Regions from separate parts of the Sus scrofa genome. Here regions 2, 3 and 4 are each linked to region 1. A link is a contact called in public Hi-C and HiChIP or PLAC-seq data. All regions are on one chromosome and are shown on one strand. Each heading gives the region's core, a stretch centred on a gene start, on an enhancer-like site or on the middle of the called end of the contact. The rest is flanking DNA. Distances are from core to core; before and after follow the strand shown. Region 1 holds the start of PLA2G6 (85/88 kDa calcium-independent phospholipase A2). Region 2 holds the start of EIF3L (eukaryotic translation initiation factor 3 subunit L). Region 3 holds the start of GTPBP1 (GTP-binding protein 1). Region 4 holds the start of SUN2 (SUN domain-containing protein 2).

The links. A called contact is a pair of places that touch in the nucleus more often than the background predicts. HiChIP or PLAC-seq counts read pairs in DNA pulled down with a chosen protein or histone mark.
Region 2: a contact with region 1 is called in an H3K27ac HiChIP or PLAC-seq map of alveolar macrophages. The contact joins the promoter of EIF3L here to the promoter of PLA2G6 in region 1. A contact is called at or near these places in 1 of 5 promoter capture datasets (liver) and 1 of 2 datasets of contacts at active chromatin or transcription factors (alveolar macrophages).
Region 3: an H3K27ac HiChIP or PLAC-seq map of alveolar macrophages shows a contact between it and region 1. The contact joins the promoter of GTPBP1 here to the promoter of PLA2G6 in region 1. A contact is called at or near these places in 1 of 5 promoter capture datasets (liver), 1 of 47 Hi-C or Micro-C datasets (skeletal muscle) and 1 of 2 datasets of contacts at active chromatin or transcription factors (alveolar macrophages).
Region 4: a contact with region 1 is called in a Hi-C map of liver, with 5 times the contacts expected there. The contact joins the promoter of SUN2 here to the promoter of PLA2G6 in region 1. A contact is called at or near these places in 1 of 47 Hi-C or Micro-C datasets (liver) and 1 of 2 datasets of contacts at active chromatin or transcription factors (alveolar macrophages).

The regions. Positions count from the first base shown.
Region 1 is chr5:9,712,464-9,715,163 of Sscrofa11.1, reverse strand. PLA2G6 (85/88 kDa calcium-independent phospholipase A2) reads right to left here and starts at 1,355. Exons shown (of 16, transcript XM_013988206.2): 1 at 1,237-1,355.
Region 2 is chr5:9,994,620-9,997,319 of Sscrofa11.1, reverse strand. It overlaps EIF3L (eukaryotic translation initiation factor 3 subunit L), which reads left to right and starts at 1,255. Exons shown (of 13, transcript NM_001244086.1): 1 at 1,255-1,359; 2 at 1,899-1,947. The coding sequence starts at 1,327.
Region 3 is chr5:9,320,767-9,323,466 of Sscrofa11.1, reverse strand. It overlaps GTPBP1 (GTP-binding protein 1), which reads left to right and starts at 1,275. Exons shown (of 12, transcript XM_021091480.1): 1 at 1,275-2,700. It overlaps JOSD1 (josephin-1), which reads right to left and starts at 1,535. Exons shown (of 5, transcript XM_013988199.2): 1 at 1,124-1,535; 2 at 1-793. The coding sequence starts at 157.
Region 4 is chr5:9,271,686-9,274,385 of Sscrofa11.1, reverse strand. It overlaps SUN2 (SUN domain-containing protein 2), which reads right to left and starts at 1,250. Exons shown (of 18, transcript XM_013988192.2): 1 at 893-1,250.

The DNA.
Region 1 (2,700 bases), core at 106-2,605:
AAACACTGCACTCAGCCCAAGGGTGGAGCATGTGCAATGCTAAACCGAACCTGCCTGACATCCTGTTGGGTGGGTAAGAGGGCAGGTAAGGGAAAGATCCAGAAGCTTAGGGGAAGGGAAGGTATTTGTTTGGGGTCACATGCGTAGTCCATTAAAAAAACTGGCACAGATCCCTGAGCCCTGTGCCCTCCCTGTCCCACACCCACAGGTCTGCTGGTTCCAGTCACATGGTCACACGGGCCACGCGCTTCCTGTCACCAGCTTCCAGGTCATCAGTGGGAGCAGGAGGTGGACACAGGATTAACAGATAGGGAGACTCCAGGGTGACTAGGATAGGGAAAGGAGGGAGCATGGGGGTTGGGGGTAGGCACAGGAGAGACAATAAGCACGGAGAAGCAGGCAGTTAGAAACAGGGGGAAAGGGGTTCCAGTTGTGGCTCACCAGGTTATGAACCCCACCAGTATCCATCAGGACTCGGGTTCGATTCCTGGCCCCTCTCAGTGGGTTAAGGACCGAAATTTAAAAAAAAAAAAAAAGGATCCAGGCTTGCCCTGAGCTGTAGTGTAGGTCCCAGACTCAACTCAGATCCCATGTGGCCGCAGCTGGGCTTAGGCCAGTAGCTACAGCTCTTATTTGATCCCTAGCCTGGAAACTTCCATATGCCTCGGATGCAGGCCTAAAAAGACAAAAAAAAAAAAAAAAAAAAAATGGGGGGAGTGATGGAGAACAGGGGAGACAGATGAGAGGAACGCAGAAGACAGAGGTGAAGTGGGTGATCAAGGAACACACTGAGGTGAAGTCGGGAGCACTTAGAAAGGCACAGGAAGGAAGGAAGCTGGGGACAATGAATGGGAACCAGAGTGAAAGCTGGGAGCACGAAGGGGCACTGAGAGTTGGGAGACGACTGGAAGAGGTTGACTCAGGAAGTGAGGGATAGACGAGAGGCACTCAAGAAAGAAAGAGGTACTGAGAAGGGTCCCCGGGTCCCCGAGGGAACGCAAGTTAGAGATGAGACAAGAGCCATCACCAGATGGGAGCTGGGAACGATGGAGGATCAAAGGGTGGAAGCTGGGGGGCACTCAGAGGTCAAACAAAGGTTAATGGAGGACATGCCTCAGAATCGGGGAACAAGAGTATGGGCCGAAACAGGGTCCCGGTGGAGGCCAAAGAATCTAGGGTGCCGGGGAGATTTGGGAAAGGGCCCCCTGGCCCCGCCTCCCCTGCATCGTCACTCACCTCGGCTTACTCAGCACTTCTACTTCCTTCTACTTCCGCAAACAGACGAGCCCCGGGCCACGTGACGTCTCGGCCCTGCTCTCCGCCAATCACCGAAGCCTGTGCTTCGCGAGAGGCGTGCTTGGGCGGGGCCCCGCCATCTTTTATAACTGCCCAATGGAAGGGGCTCCCACGACCGAGGGAGGCCGGGCTTTGGGCTGGAGCCAATCCTCGGCGGCGGGGCGCGGCCATGTCTGTGCGGGGCGGAAGGTGCACGTGACCATTCTTGGGCAGACATGTTAATAGGAAGTCGGAGTCTCACAGTTCTCCGCCTTCCGCCTCCGAAAAAAAACGGTTGGAGGCATGAGGTCTGATCCTAACCTAATGACAGCTCGTAAAGATAAAAATAAAACCGACAGAGCTGTAGGGCATAACAAGCAGTAACCTGTTTTGATTTTGCCGGTACCCCCCAAGCCAGGGTTGCCAGATGTAGCAAATAAAAATACAGGACACCCAGTGAAATCTGTTTTCAGCTGGACAGCCAATAATTTCTTTTCTTTTTTCTTTTCTTTTTTTTTTTTTTTTTTGTCTTTTGTCTTTTTATTGTTGTTGTTGCTATTTCTTGGGCCGCTCCCGCGGCATATGGAGGTTCCCAGGCTAGGGGTCTAATCGGAGCTGTAGCCCCCGGCCTACGCCAGAGCCACAGCAACACGGGATCCGAGCCGCGTCTGCAACCTACACCACAGCTCACGGCAAAGCCGGATCGTTAACCCACTGAGCAAGGGCAGGGACCGAACCCGCAACCTCATGGTTCCTAGTCGGATTCGCTAACCACTGCGCCACGACGGGAACTCCCAATAATTTCTTAGTAGAGGCAAAAAATGCTAAGTATAGTTAAGCTAAAAAATTATTCCTTGTTAGCTGGCAGCCCTATCCCAAGCCGATCTCAGGAAATATCTTAGCATCTTTAGCAGAAACTTGAGCAAATGACATGGTCTCTTTGAACGCCTCATCTGAGAATTGGGCACAGTAATATCTCATAGTGTTGTCATGACTGGAGGTAAATTAGTCCCCCTACGGGCACACAGTGGGATTTGGATAAATGACAGTTGTTAGGATTAGTAATGCCGAGAATGAGGTGCGTTAAAGAGAAGGGAGGAGGCTGGGTTTTAGTCATAGATCCGCTTCTGACTGAAAAGATCGTGTCCCCTCTCCAGCCTGCCAGGCTTGGTTGGACAACTTTTCTTCCCCTAACGATTCCCCAAACCTAGATCTAGATAAATTCTTATGGGAAGGGTAATTGCCTTTTGCCATTCCTGTGAATAGAAGAATATGTCTACCTGTCTGTCCTAGATATCAGTGCCCAGACCAGGCAGCCAATGCAACTGAAGCAGGATTTAATTAAGAAGCTAAACAGGTTGTAAAACTAACCACAGTAGCTACTATTTGTACCAAGCTTTGCCAGTTACAAAGTAACTTGACTTC
Region 2 (2,700 bases), core at 6-2,505, 280 kb before region 1:
AATTTTATTATTGATAATTTGGAAAAATTCCTCCTGACTTCACAATTCTTTTTTTAGTAATGCCATGAACATTTTGAGAGTTGTCAAAGTTGAGGGCAACCAGTATCAAACTTTTTTCCTATATTAACTGTAAGTTTTCAGTTAATTTCAACCTTTCTAGTGCCCTGATTAACCTTAAATACATATTTCATTGAAGACACCCATTGATCCACAGCCCGTGGTAGCTGTATCTTATACACTGAAGGCAGTAACTATTCCCAGAAGAGTATCACATAAGCATATCTTACTAAACTCAAATGTTCCCAGTAGGAATGTCTCTGAAATCCCAAACGCCACTAGACACAGGGGTTAAGTGTGACAGGAGAAATTGAAATAGAAAACGGTTCTAAGGAATTGCAGTAGAAATATTACTTTTGCAAATTTCACAAAAACCCTGTAACTATATTAGCACTCTCCTTGAGCCAACGAAGAGTCCCGGGGACTCCATGAGCCTTTTAGCTTAGTCCTACGATGGTATCACCGCTCGGTTTACAGACAAAGGAGTAAACTCAAAGCAAAAATGCGACATGAGAAGCTGGGGCCAGGCATTGCCATTCTAAATGGCTAACCTAAGGCTCTGGACCCACATATTGGCTTGTATCGCTTTGTTTTACAACCCGGTCCCTAACTCTAGGTCATCCCCAGGAGTCCAACTCCACCCACAGCGTGAGAGTTCATGCTGTAAGCGTGGGTAGGTCCCACGACAACGGCCTCACACCGCAGCTGGCTTCACCTTTGCCTGTTGCAACCTTAATGTCCAAAGTTGGGAAGCGCCTTTTCTCAACGCCCTCTCAACGCCCAAGTCTCAACTTTTACATCCAGTAACTTTATATTGTTGAGGTCGAAACGTTTGAAGACATTTTTCGCTACAGGCAACTCGCTTAACACCTAAATCCACATTCAGCCCCCCCCCACCCCATGTCGGAATTTCCCTTCACGCGAGAGGTCCGCCCGCGGGAGCTGTCAGCCATCTTTTGTGTGGCATCATTTTGTAGCTTCTCTTACTTTGCCCAACCTTTATTACGCTGAAATATTTCATGTCCTTATTTCTGAATGTTTTCAAGTACTATTGAGTCATCTTCTTTGTAGAGTCTCTATTTGAAGATAGAGGAATAATGTGTTTAATCTCATTCGCCCTTCCCAGCATGGCTGCCTCAGGTTGCCGAAGGCCCCGGAAGAGCTTCTGGTTTCCCAGCCAACTCGAGATGGGCTGGACTTCCGGCGTCCAGACGCAGGCGAGGTGCGCTTTTTCCGCTCTTTCCTCCTGGGCCTCGGAGCGCCGCAGCCATGTCTTATCCCGCTGATGATTATGAGTCGGAGGTAAGCTGCCCCTAGGCGTGTTCTGGGCGCCGCAACATGGACAGGGCTCTTTGGGTGTTGGGCCCCGCGGGGGGACAGTGTCTGGGTCTCTAGGAGCCCCCGTGGGCCGCGACCAGCCCCAGCCGGCCTCTCTGCCAGCACTGCTCTCACTGCTGCCACCCTACCCTCCCGGCTCCTCATCAGCCTGGTCTCAGCCCGCCCACCTCGCGTGTCTCGTTTTCTTTTCCTTTTCTTTCCGAAGCCCAAGAACGGAGGCTGGTCATAGGGTTCTGTGTTTCTGTAATTGAACTCTGATTTCTTAGGCCCTGGCCTTAGTCCTGCCAAACCTCGTCGATTCCCACAGCTTCTGTGCTTTGCTGTATCTCATTGCAGCTGCAACGCGGTATTGTCGTTGTCTGTTTATTCTCCCTTTTCTCATAGGGATGTGAGTTCCTCCAAGGCAGGGACTGCGTCTTACCCCCTTTGTATCCTTAGAACCCAGGAGGAGCATTTTGGATTCACGAATTGGTGACGGTCTTGTTTGTCTCTTTCGTTAACAGACTGCTTATGATCCCTATGCTTACCCGGGCGACTATGATATGCACACAGGTGAGTCTACAGTTTGTCTGGCTAGCTGGGTACTTCTAGGGATTGGCACCCTTTTGAATGTCTCAGAACAGCTTTGCCGGGCACCTGTTTAAGACTACGTCTTGATAGTCCAGGTTTGGAGTCAAGTTACTAACTCTCAAAGGGAGGGTGGTATATAGCCTATTAAACCAGGCCTTTTTCATGGTCCATCTCAAAGTCTCAGAAGGGAAGGATTACTGTCTCAGCTGTTTAAACTATTAGCTGAAGAAAAAAGCCTTTTGGGGGGGGGGCTGCCCCTGTGGCACGTGGGGATTACTGGGCCAGAAACTGAACCCTCACCACAGCATCGACCTGAGCTACTGCAGTGACAACATCAGATCCTTAATCCACTGCACCGCAGGGAAATTCCAGAAGAAGACATCTTGTGAAAAGTTAAAAGTGATTCAAACCAAGTCCAGATGAAACCTTTTTGGAAGGTTTTTGAGGTTTCCTGGGTTGTTACGATGACTTGGTTTGACTTAGCCCTTTGTACGTGCCGTGTGTTGTCCTGGATACTTTGTGTGAAGTATTTCATTTAGTCCTTACAGCAGTTCTATAAATACATAAATTAATGTTTCCATTTTCTAGGTGAAAAAACAGCACAGAGAAATTTAGTTACTTGCATCAAGTCATATATGTAGAAAACAGCAGTCATTCGCTCAAAAAAATCAAGTGCCTACTACTAAATTCCTTCTTTTCACAGTTTTCCCCCTACCTCCCACACGCACGGAGAAC
Region 3 (2,700 bases), core at 26-2,525, 390 kb after region 1:
GGGTGAAGGCATTGCTGTCCTGGAAGACGTTATTGAGGGCATGCAGAGCACAAAGCTCCCTGCGCTGTTTCTCATGGTAGATTTGTGGGGGTGCTGCCTGGGGCAGCTCCAATGATTCAGATTTGGCCTTGTCTCCTTTCCATGGCACGCAACTCATGTTTTTTGTTTTAAGTTCCAGAGAGGGCTAAAAACACCCTACCCTTCCCTCCTGAGGAGGAATATAAGCTTCTCAGTCTTTTCAGAATTCCTGAGGTCCACCTTAGTTTCTGGTGTCCATGATTTATGCCTTGTCACGGAGAGAAAAGGTTGGAATCAAAAGGAAAAATAATTTCCCTCTCTCTCTTCTCAATAGAAAGGTAAGGTTTAGTGTATTTCGCCACCGCTGTCAAAGTGCAGAAGTTTTAGAAATTCATATAAAACCTAAGTCCTTGTTTCCCCTCTTCTACCTTCCTCTTCCACCCCCTCCAAAAACCCTACAATTTTCTTGCTGTATTTTCCTTTCTGCAAATGCCAACCAGGCCTCAAGGCAGGAGGACCGAACGGAATCGGTCACATCGCTCCTTTTCTTCCATTTCTTTCGAACCACAACGCCACTGACTCAGGAGACAAGGCCTAGGTGGTGGATAAAACGCAGATTTCGAGCAGCTAGCGAGGGCCGGCCAGAGTGGGATCGCGGGCCGTGCTGGGGTCTCGGGGGAGGTTCTCCATCCCCTCGGGCGCGGTGGGGCCCCAAGGGGCCGAGGCGGGCGCAGCTCCCCCGGCAAGTGCGGATTCTCGCCCTCTCGGCGCAGCCCTACGAGGAGACAACTCCTGTCAGCTCCGGCAGTCCGGCCGGCCGCCGCGGGGGACCGGGTGGCGCGGGTAAGCGGCGCGGCGAGTCTGGTCCCAGCCCTAGGGAAGGTCCTGCGCAGCGACTGGCAGGCCCGCGAGGGGTGGGGCCAGACAATACGCCTCGCCCTGGGGGCCCGGGCCCACCCAGCTCGCCGCCCCCACCCCAACCTCCCCGCCCATCACGTGAGTGCAAGCCGAGGCGCCTTCCCACCGGTCCCCTAGCCCCGGCCCTAGCCCGGTCCCCCGCGCCACCCGGACAGCTTGAGAACGCACTGCCGGTTGCCCCCCTCACCGCTGCAGGCCGCCACCTGGAGCTGCGGGCCACCACCTGGGCCGCGTGCGGGCGGGCGCGCGCACCTGAGCCCGACGTCAGCGGCCCCCGCCCGGCGCGTGCTCCGGAAACGCCCTCCTTCGCCGTCCCTGCTCCCGCCCCGCCGCAGCGTCACGTCTGACGTCAGCCTGACGTCAGCGGCGCGGGCTTTGGAGCTGTGGCCGCCAGGTGTTTGGTGGGAGCGGGCAGCGTTGGCCACCCTAGGGGTGCGAGATTGGGAGCCCAGCAGCGGTTGTGGCAGCGGCAGGGGCAGCGACGTCGGCTCGCTGCAGGTAGGGCTGATGCCCGGTTCCTTGGCTCTGTTCCTTCCGGGACTGGGCAGGCCGTGCGGCCGGCGGGAGTCCCGCCCCGATGTCTGTCCCGCCCCTCGCCTCCTTTTCCCTCCCCTTCTCTCCCTCGGGCGTCGGCTCCGTTCCGGGGCGGTGACCGGGCCAGCGGCTGCACGTCAAGGTTCTCCTCACCCCTCCCCTCTCCCTGACTAGGCTTCTTGGGCCCAGTGCTTTCGTGAACCTGGGCTAGCTGCTCCTGCACTGACCGTTTTATGCTTGTCTAGCACGTCGTTCCCCCAGGTGATTTCAAAGTACCTTGTTGACGCGGTCGGGCGCAAATTCTCTTGGTTTAGTGGGCCCGACCGCCTTCACTTTCCAGGAGCTCTCTGGGTAAGTGCCTCTTCGGGAGTCACGTTTCTAGTGGACTAGAGAGTCGTTTCAGCTCCTTGGTGTCATATTTCGGCGTCTTACTCACTGACCACTGTCCTCTCACCTTCTGCTCTGGTCTCACCGTGGCGGCCATAGAGCTTTCCTCTTTTCTCAGGGCCTAAGTGCATTGTGTGTGTCAGGAAGATGAACTCAGTCCTGCATGGATTTTTTTTTTTTTTTTTTTTAACCCAAAGACATGTGGAAGGCATCGGCGAATATTCATCATCCACTGTAGTTGCTCTCCTTTTGGATTTTTGTTCAGGAAGTTGGAAAAACAATAAAAGAAAAGGTCACACTTAACAATTCAGTCATTTCTTTAACCCTACTTCAACACGACTCAACACTGTTAAAAGACAATTGAAAATCTAGTTGGCTAGATTTCAAAATTCAACTGAAAATCTAGTTGGCTTTATTAAACAATTTATAAATCAGGCAGCATCCTATCTAGTAAATAGAAAGGCAATCCGAGAAGCAGTACGAAATAGGAGATTTTTAATAGACAGAAGAAAGTGGATTGTATCGCGGTAGGTCATATTCCCTTTTAGAAAGGCAAGGGGTCTTATCAGGCCGATTACCCCAATAGTGTTGTTCAGGAAATTAGAGACTGATTGTTTAAGTTTCTACTCCTGGTAGAGGCTGAAAATGCAATTAGGTTTAAGTGTTAAATCTTGGTGGGGCTTAATTTTGGGCCTCTTTTTAACACCATTACTCAGCACGAAATTATCACTTAACACCCTTGGCTTGAGTGCCTACCACGAGGTTGGGAGTCCTGAGCCCTGGTCCAAACAACTTTCGAATTACCTTAAATTTTTACAATGTGTAAGCCACCTAAGGTTTACA
Region 4 (2,700 bases), core at 1-2,500, 440 kb after region 1:
TTGCATAACAGAACGGACACCCCCTCCACACATGATCAGTTAAGAAACCCTCACATAAAACATCCCTCTTCACTTCTGAGCTGAACCACATCCTTTTCTCAGCGCCGCCTTTCCTTGGCCCCATCGCAAACTCATACCGCAGTATCCATCCAGTCTTCAGGCTTAACCTAGATCTTGGGCATCCTCCGCGGGACGTTTTCACACTCGTGGGACCTGTAAAACGCTCCAGGTGCTAACTCCCTTCTCCCTTCCTTCCCTACTGGCTGACCCTGCGGAGGTTTGTTTTTCGGGTTTTTTTTAACCAAGCGCGCGCCTGCCCTGCCTCTCTGCTCTAAGTCACACTCCCGCCCCCTTTTTGTTTGGTTTTTTTTTTTTTTTTTTTTTTTTTTTTTAAGAACTAAGCAAAATGGGCCTTCCTCCTATTCCCAGAGTTCTGACAGGCGGCGGCAGAAGCAGAGAACTGCTGGTCCCTGGAAACTGCCTGACTAGCAAGAAAACGCAGGCACTGCCCTGGGCCGGTTTGGGGCAGCCTCCTCCCGGGGAGGTGCCGCCCGGGGGAGTCCCGCCTGGAAGACGTCCGCCCTCCGGACTGACCAGTGGGGCGGCCAGTCTCGGGGGCGGGGGCCGGGCGGCGGAGATGAGTCAGAGCAGCCTTGGCACAGCGCTGGCCCTTCCCGACCGGCCCAGGGGCGTGCGCCGGGCGGGGCTGGAGCCTGGCCCAGCTTGGCCTGGAGAGGAAGAACCAGGCCTGGGCAGCTCGGCACTGGCCGGCGCGGTCCGATGATGACCCCGGGGTCAGGCCGGGCCCGGGCCGCGCGAGGAGGCGGCCGAGGCTGGCCTACCGCCCTCGCCCCGCGCGTCCGCCCGCCAGAGGCCCACGGCCGGCTGTTACCTGCTGCCGCCGCTGCTCGGTGCACAGCCGGGGGCGTCCGAGGCCCGCCGCGCCTCCCGGGCGCGCCCCCTTACTGCGTTGGGATCCGGGGAGCGGCGGTCGGCGCCCGAGCCCGGGGCGCGCGGTGAGGAGCCTCGGGGCGGGACGAGGTGAGCGAACGGACAATGCGGCCCGCGCAGAACCGCGCTGCGCGAGTGGGACCCGGCGGCGCGCGCGTGGCCGAGTGTGTATATGTGCGCCTGTCGGTCAACGCTGACAGTCCGCAGCTCATTGGCCAGGCCCCTCTCGCGTCACCGCCCATTGCCGACGCCCATTGGGCGGTTTGAACACAAAGGCCCCGGCTCGCCCCGCCCGTCGCGTGGGCCCCGCGGGCGGGGCGCGGCCAAACAGGAGTCCGCGCATGGGAGGCGCGGCCCGGGGGCAGCACCTGGCAGCTGGCGATATCCCGCCTGACCGCGCACTTGACTCCGGGTCTGGTGACTCCAAACACCTGAGCCCTCTCCTAACACCGCGTGGTGCGCCTCACCCCACCCAGCTTGCCTCAGGCCGACTTAACAGAGCCCGGGTGCCAGGACCTCAAAGGCATTAAGTGGTTGGGGGCACACCCTTGCTGAAAATGGCTCGAGAAAGGGGGGAGCAGGGGAGATTGACGACCCCTGGCCTAGGGCCCACCTGGAAGGGTAGCGCGTAGCGAGCCCTTAGGGGACCCGCAAACAATTGTTGGAGGCACGTGCGTAATTATTCTTAGATATTTCTACACGTTTTTTGCAGATCAGGAAACAGGTTTATAGGGTTTTTAAATGATTCGTTTAAAGGCACACAGTTGAAAGAGGCAAATTTGAGATTAGAGGATTCTCTCTATATCCAAGCCCATGGGTTTTGTTGGTTTTTTTGTTGTTTATTTTTTTTCCATTTTAGAGTTGATTTGGAAAATCCAGATTTGGGAGGAGGCTCTGCCACTTCTCATTCTGCCCTCAGAGACCCCCAAATTTCACACAGAAGCTTTTCTCCATATTAAGGAAGATTCTTGCCACAGTTGGTGCTGAGAAGGAAAGCTGGCTCCCTTTTCCTCTGCCTTAATCTGCAGGTAGAATAAGCACTTGACAGACCCTGACAGAATCAAGTGCTGCCCAACTCCAAGGGTCCTGTGCGTGGGCTCCCCACTGGCCCACTCTGCTGATGGCAGAAAGTGCCTGGCTAGGGAGGAGTCACTTCCTGGGCAAGCTCCTCTAAGGGACGCTGCGACAGTGCCATTATTTCACTTTTAAAGCACCAAGAGGAAGAGGCTAGAAATGACAAAATCACTGAGCTGTGACAGGAAGGCACTGGGGGTGGGGACTGAGGAAATGTGAAGCCCTTGTGCTAAACTGACTCCAGACAGAAACAACCCCCCCCACTCCGCCAGCCTCCATTGCCCCACCCGGAAAAGAGGGGCCTCCCCTGCACTTACAGCTAATTGTAGCCAACAGTGCTTGCTTCTGGGCTTAGATGTGGCTCTCCCCAAGGGCAAGAGCTGGCTCCCCAGGACCCTTCACAGGGCTTTCCTCATCGGAGTATCTGCTGAACGTGGCATGAGCGAAATAGTTCAAATCAGACTTAGAGTCAGCATCCAGGTAGGGGAGGGGCCTCCTCTTGACACCTTCTCCTCCCCAGGGCACTTAGCTCCCCAGTTCTGTTCTTGCCAATAGCAATAGAGGCTCCATAGCCTGCCACCTCACTCTCTCCAAGGGTCCTGGCAAGGGCCCCTTCCCAGCATGTGCTGGTTTGGAAAGCAAGAGGCCATCGGCCTTCCACGGGTCTCAGGCAAG